2 separate regions of the Sus scrofa genome follow, and region 2 is linked to region 1. A link is a contact called in public HiChIP or PLAC-seq data. All regions are on one chromosome and are shown on one strand. The core of a region is the stretch at or near the end of the contact, and the rest is flanking DNA. Distances in the headings are between cores, read along the strand shown.

Region 1 (3,735 bases), core at 669-3,168:
TAATAAATATATACAGGATCTTACATTCTTCAAGCAGAGAATGCTTATTTATATTTTCAAGTGGCCATTGGCTATACATAAAAACTGGTCATAAACTTTGTCACAAAAAACGGTAAAATTTAAAGTAGAGATTTTTACAGGTTGTACTATTTGATGAAATTAGAAGTAAATTAATGAAATTAGAAATAATTTTTTAAAAGATAATTTAACCAATTATTTGAAATTTAAGGCTACTTTCCTATGATCACTTTACAGTATGTACAGGTGTCAAATCATTGTGTTTTACACCTGAAACTAATGTAATGTTGTATATCAATTATGCCTCAACAAACAAATACTGAAATGAAAAATTTGGGTAAAAACATCTACCCCAAAAAAGAGACTATCTCCTAAATACTCCTTGCTTCAAATTAGAAACTAAAGTTGAAATTGTAAACTAAAGTGAAAAAGGGAAATGCAACAAAACCAAACCTACAAGACCCAGTGAAATCTGTATGCAGACAAAGATTAGAAATATAAGAACTCAGGAGTCTTTGGTAGCTTAGGTTAAGGATCCAGTGTTGTCACTGCTGTGGCTCAGGTCACTGCTGTGGTGCATGTTCAATCCCCAGCCAGGCAATTTCCACATGCCATGGGGCAGCCAAAAGAAAAAAAAATAAATACAAGGACACTGTGTTCATCTTAAAAGATTAGAAAAAGAGGAATTCCCGTTGCGGCTCTAGCATCCATGAGGACTCAGGTTCGATCCCTGGCCTTGCTCAGTGGGTTAAGGATCTGGCATTGCTGTGAGCTGTGGTGTAATTTGCAGACGCCATGTTGTAGGTTGCAGATGTGGCTCGGATCTGGCATTGCTGTGGCTGTGGCATAGGCCAGTGGTTACAGCTCCGATTCAGCCCCTAGCCTGAGAACCTCCATATGCCTCAGGTACAGTCCTAAAAAGACAAAAGACAAAAAACAAAAAATAAAAAGACAAAAGTACACTCATATCTATTTATCCGCATTCAAGTATAAGAAAGAGCTAGTAGTAGATACAAAATGTGGAGAGTGAGTTTGGCAGTGTTGGGTGTGTACGTGGATTCTGGAGACAAAATTGAGAACAGTGGAAAGGGCTGTGATATGAACCAGGTGTTGTGAACTTCACAAGTGGCATTGTTTCTATGAAGCGCTGATAATTAAGATTGGGGAATTCCCTATTTTATTGTTTTTATTAACAGAAATAGACTTGAGTCAAAGTGATTCTCCCTGTTGTCACCCGGAAAGATAGTTTTGATTTTCTTGACGTTTCTCCTGAAATTTTATATTTGCTCTGCTATTACTTTTTCTTGTGTTGGTGTCATCGCTGGCCTATGGGGCCCATGTCGACGTAGTTACATCCACTTTATGGTTTCAAAATGTTGAGTCTAATTAGTGATACATGAGAGTGGAAGGATTACTTTCAGATATCTGAATGTTACAGTCCCTTTGGAGTAATCAGTATTGCTTTCTTTTTTGGAAACACTTTGGTACGTGTGAGCAAGGGATGTGGCTGTGCTTTTTAGCACTTATACATGGTCACTGATTAGCTACACCTTTCTTTCCTTGCTTTGCTTGTTTTTGGGTTTTCTCTAATCACTAATATTCTGAAGAGGTGGGGGAAAGGAAACGAATCTGAACACAAACCCAAGGACTGTTGCTTTGTCTGGAGGTCTTGGGTAAGGCTTGATTGCACGAGGCTGAAATCCACGCTGAAGTGTAAGTTGGCCAAGGAGTTCACTCACATCCCAGAACCACCTAGGGTCTGGGAGACCAGTGCCCTCCGAGACTGTGGATGACTCTCTTCCTCTTGATCCTTTAGGGATGGGCTCTCTTCCCAGTGGTAGCAATAATTCAGAATGGAGTTGTGATATATTTGAGGACCTTATTTCGACTTTACCACTAGGGGTCAGAAATTAGCCCATGAACCCGGCACGACTTCATCAAGAGTCCACTGGTAGATAAAGCTTTATGTAGCTTTCCTTTGTTTCCTACTTCTGATGAGGCACAGAATACTAATCAGATGGCTTTGAGAGATTAAAGGGAACCCCTGAATCTTTTTTTTTTTTGTATTTTTAGGGCTGCACCCACGGCATATGGAGGTTCCCAGGCTAGGGGTCAAATCAGAGCTTTAGCTGCAGGCCTATACCAGAGCCACAGCAACGCCAGATCCCAGCCGCGTCTACGAACTATACCACAGCTGAAGGCAACACTGGATCCTTAGCCCATTGAGCAAGGCCAGGGATTGAACCTGCAACCTCATGGGGAACCCTTGTGTCTTTTTTTGCACCAAATTTTAGCAACTGGCTTACCTGGAGTCTTCACTCTAATCCACCCTCAATCATTAACCTTAACATTTTTTTTTCTTTTGCCTACTCACTATATTTATACACACTATCATCCCAAAGTAAGAGTTCATTGTGGTGATACATCTAAAGATTACAAATAGAACAGAAAATGAACTAGGTAGACTTCTAATAAGTGTAGACAAGTGAACTCAGCGGACCTCATGCATTTTTGTGTTTTCATTGGAAATTGTTGACCATGCATATTTTTTCAGTGTGTATTTTTGGCCAGATGCTACCAATAAGATCATTTCCTCTTCAATAGCTATGTCGAGTTATGCATTAACTTAAATGATTGAGTTAATATGTCATGGGTCATTTAAGACATTGCAACTGTATTTCAAACATCCTCATTTTGTTCAGTGATTTTTTTTTTTTTACTTTATTTCCTCCTTGGTGTTTGGAAAGGGCTTGAAACTAGGGAAAAAGTGACATGAAATATATATTCTATATGTTTACAATTGAGAGATTTCATTTTTTTTTTGGAACTTGAGAATTCAATTTTCATATTTCAGCAAAAGCTGATGGGCATGTTTTATTTAGTGGTGTTCAGTGTGATGAGCTTATCATTTACACTGGGGTTTGATAGAGGCATTTAGATGTGTTTGGCCATCCTACTGGGTTGCAAATTTAGAGGTCTGGGTTTCCACTTTTCTCAACCTGTCTTCTGCCCTTGGCAAAGCCCTCCAAAATGAAGAACATGCTATCCTTGTCCGTGTCTGCTGTGGGCCGATCCCTGCTGCCGGGAACTAGACAGGAAGATGGGATTTGAGCTGCAGGAGAAGGCTGCCAGCCCCCCGGGGCAGGATGGGAGTGCCATCTTGTACCTTACCTATTGCTTCTGTGAGTGGTACCCCTGCTATCTTTGCTCCCAGGGATAGTGTTGGGTGATGATCTCCAGGCACCATGTCTGGTGATGTTTGGGCTTAATTTTGGATTGTCTCCTAAAATGTGACTGGGTGTTTTGTGTTGAATTTTATTCTCCTCAAATTCATATGTTGAAGTCCTAACTCCCAGTATCTACAAAATGATCTAATTTGGAGATGGTGTCTTTATAGAGACAATCAAGTTAAAATATGGTGGCTTGGGTGGTCCCTAATCCAATATACTGGTGTCCTTATAAAAAGGGAAATTTGGACAGAGATATGCATAGAGGGAATATAATGTAAAGAAACACAGGGAGGAGTTCCTGTCGTGGCTCAGTTGTTAACGAATCCAACTAGGAACATGAGGTTGCAGGTTCAATCCCTGGCCTTGCTCAGTGGGTTAAGGATCCAGCATTGCTGTGAGCTGTGGTGTAGGTTGCAGATGTGGCTCAGATCCCGCGTTGCTGTGGCTCTGGTGTAGGCCAGCGGCTACAGCTCCAACTCGACCCCTA
Region 2 (3,735 bases), core at 374-2,873, 470 kb after region 1:
CAGCCTGAACCACAGCCCCAGCAATGCAGGATCCAAGCCCACAGCTCATGGCAACACCGGATCCTTAACCCACTGAGCGAGGCCAGGGATCAAACCCGAGTCCTCATGGATAATAGTCAGATTCATTTCCATTGCACCACGACGGGAATTCCACGGCCTTATTTTAAAAATCTATTTCCACCAACTTAAAACTCCATCCTTACTTGTTTCGTGAGGAACGAGAAACCTGTGAGAACACTGTGTGAACTGTGAGAAGGTGTCCAAATCCGAGGGAGGGAGGAAGGATGCAGAGGGAGGGCTTGGCCAATTGATCACAACGGACATCTGTGGACAAGGTGGGATCATAGTCTCCATGCCGCTACGCCAGGAAGAAAGAGTGCTCCAGTTCCCTTCCCGGAGCACAAAATCACCACTACTTGAGGTCGATTTCTCTCAGCTCAGGTATTTTATTACAGGGTAGATGCATTTAATGAACACATTTTAAGGATGATATCCTAAACTATCAGAATCTATTAACATTTTAGAAAGCTAAATGGCTCACAGAAATGGGACTCTGAACCATCAAGTTCTGATAGGATGGGACAGATTTGAAGCATGGAAAAACTACCTGGAAACAGCTCCATGAAAGGTGTCTAAGAACAGGAGTTCCAGACAGAAGACTGAGGGATCAGGCAGTACCTCGACGAAGAGAATGTCAAAGAAGAAGCCAGCACATTTTTGTTTTTTCAGTGTTGCCTCCTGCCCGTGCTGGTTAAGAAGTTTGTGGTGTTACATGGACCCAAGTCAGGACAAAACACTGTATCAGCACTGTTATGCAGAAATATAATGAGATCCACATGTATTCTCTCTCTATATATATATTTGTCTTTCTGTCTTTTCTAGGGCCACACCCACAGCATGTGGAGGTTCCCAGGCTAGGGGTGGAATCGGAGCTGTAGCAACTGGCCCACGCCAGAGCCACAGCAACGCCAGATCTGAGCCGAGTCTGCGACCTACACCACAGCTCATGGCAACGCTTGATTCCTAACCCACTGAGTGAGGCCAGGGATCCAACTCCCATCCTCATGGATACTGGTTGGGTTTGTTACCCCTGAGCCATGACAGGAACTCCAGCTTTGGTCTGTTTTATTCACTGCTGTGTTGCAACAGTTAGAGCGGTGCCTGGCATGCCATGGGCATTCAATACTTATTCAATAAATTAAATCTTTTTGCCATTCTAGTTGCAGGGCTGGTGAATACTGCTCATTTCTAGTAATTATAATTGTCTGAGATTTTTTTTAACATTTTAAGTTTTGTGGAGGTTTTTGGTTTGTTTGGGTTTTTTGGACTGTACCTGCAGCATATGGAAGTTCCTAGGCCAGAGACTGAAGCTCTGTCACAGCAGTGCCCAAGCCACATTGGTGACAATGCCAGAGTGTTAACCCACTGAGCCACCAGGGAACTCCTGCCTGAGAATAATTTTGAACTAAGCTTAAACATTCTAGAGAGAACATTTTCAAAACTTGTAAATTAAAAGAAAATTCCAAGTCAGTTTTATGACAAGAGCTCTCTTGTTTCACTCTGAGCACTGCCACCAAAACCAAATGTTAACCTTTATAGATTTTCTAGTATGTGTTACACGATGACCCAAAACAGGAAGTCAGCCCATGACTGTATTTATCATGATGTCTATAATCACATTGCTTGCTGTTACTATAGAAATATGAAAAAAAAATAAACACTTTGAAAAATTCTCTATGATTTCAGTCTGAAGAAGCACAGGATCAAATGAACAGGTACATTCAGAGCAGCTGGTCACAACTTCTCAGAGTGAGGTCATCGACTTTGAGAATTTAAAAAAAAAAAAAGCCCTTAATAGAAACATAGTACTTATGATCATTATCATGTTATCATAACTCTTCTTTGTTGAGTGCTTATTACATTCTAAGAATGATGCTAAGGCTTTCATGTACTTTATCTCATTAAAGCCTTCAAATGAGACTAATAGTCACTTGCTTAAAATCATCTAGCTAATACACGAAATGGCCAGGATTAAAATCCTGCTCTGTCTGACTCTCAAGTCTGGAGTCTTGTCCACCCTCCTCATTTTCGTCGGGAGAATACTTAAGTCTTCCCAAACTATGTGGTGTGTCCAAGATCATAGAGCTATTAAGCGGCATAGTCAGAACTAAAATCTGCATCTCCTACTCTCAGGACCAGATTCCCTCCTTCATACAGTATAGTCTGTTCTATACTATAATAAGCAAAGCAGGGGATCATAATTTATTCAAATTATATTTTTAAAATAACTGAAATTAGAATTTGACCTCCACATTGAGAAAATTAGTGATTACTGATTTTTAGTCTCTTTTGCCACAAACAGCAAAGTATTGTTTTGTGCAGCCAGGATGGGGACTGGGGTAGCAGGATCGAGGCACTAAGCAGGATACATAATCATTGATCCTGGTCCCAAAACTAAGTGAATGAAGTGAGACCTTATCTGTGAAAATGGTCAGAGATTCCATGTTACTAGTAGGTGGTTTCCACAGAAGACCACAGAAAGCCTTGGTTGGAGCTAAGAAGCATGAAACGTAATTTAAAGGGGAGAGAGAGCTGTGCCAGGTGGCTCACAGAGTGGACACAGTCTCTCCAGATCCCTCCTGAGGGCTCTTCCTACACCTTCTCCCCACATTTGAATCTCCAGCACCTGGATGGCTGCGGGCTGGAGGCTAGGGGAGTGTCCCAGCCCTGGGTTTTTTCATGGCTGCCCTGAACGTTCAACTCTGGAAGGCAGCAGGTGCCTTGTCAATCTCCATAAGCCCTGGGAGAACTTAGAACAATGGCCTTCTCAGTCCTGGCAGGCGGCTCTCAAGGCCACCTCCCTTCCATTTAAGTCCCTTTTTATTGAAGCCAGTTGAATGCTGTCTTATCCGCATTAAGGGGGCTTGGGCTGCTCCCAGCTACAATTAGATTTTTATGCCACCTGGGCATAGAAACTCACTTCATTTCCAGTGCCCCACCATTCCTGTAGATTTTTTACTTTGAAGTTCACAATGAATTTCTGGTGAGCAAACTGTTAGATGAAAGGCAAACCACACTGGTACACAACAGTAAAATACTAGCTGAGTTACCCAGAAAGTCCAGTGCAAGAGACTGTGAGATGGATGCTCGCCAGGGTCTCAGCTCAGACACCTGAAATTGTTCCTGTAACTCCCCTCACTGGCCATTGTGAAGAGTGACATGAGAAAGAAAATTCTCTGCATACTTCCTGCTCTCTGGGATAGTTTTTCCTCGTACCGCACATCCAAATACTTCAAGGTTAAAAAAGACAAAGTGGATGGGGGGGGGGGTAAGAAAAAAAAAAATCTATTGTGAGGTGACTAAAACCAAGAGCTCCATTTGCTATATTTTTGAGGGGTTAGCTATTCAAGCAGGAAATGAATGATGTAATCACTTTGAGGGAGGAAGAAGTGCCTTCCTAGGTGTGAAAAGTACATGCCATGCACTCTGGCTTACTTCATAAGAAAGAATGTAAGTTACATGGGCAAGATTTATACCTGCAGCACCAGGGAGTCCAGCTATTTCAAAGTCATGACATCCAGCTAATCTCAGAGTAGGGAGAACAATGAATTATATTTATTGAATCTGGCACTAATCATGATGAATTGCAAACACAAGAGTACCATCGATTCAGTTATCTCACTGAAATGACATTTTTAATCCAGAGAGAAAATTCCTACAACATATATGTACTGA

The links. HiChIP or PLAC-seq counts read pairs in DNA pulled down with a chosen protein or histone mark.
Region 2: a contact with region 1 is called in an H3K27ac HiChIP or PLAC-seq map of alveolar macrophages. The contact joins two enhancer-like sites. A contact is called at or near these places in 1 of 47 Hi-C or Micro-C datasets (alveolar macrophages) and 1 of 2 datasets of contacts at active chromatin or transcription factors (alveolar macrophages).

The regions. Positions count from the first base shown.
Region 1 is chr8:31,302,988-31,306,722 of Sscrofa11.1, forward strand. No RefSeq gene overlaps it. Among named protein-coding and RNA genes, the nearest start is that of RHOH, 16 kb to the right of the region's middle. Within about 2 kb of position 1,919, at least 5 of the 83 cell types and tissues checked have an H3K27ac peak or open chromatin away from gene starts, as enhancers often do. A contact at or near this core is called in alveolar macrophages, where this site is marked.
Region 2 is chr8:31,773,393-31,777,127 of Sscrofa11.1, forward strand. No RefSeq gene overlaps it. Among named protein-coding and RNA genes, the nearest start is that of NSUN7, 35 kb to the right of the region's middle. Within about 2 kb of position 1,624, at least 10 of the 83 cell types and tissues checked have an H3K27ac peak or open chromatin away from gene starts, as enhancers often do. A contact at or near this core is called in alveolar macrophages, where this site is marked.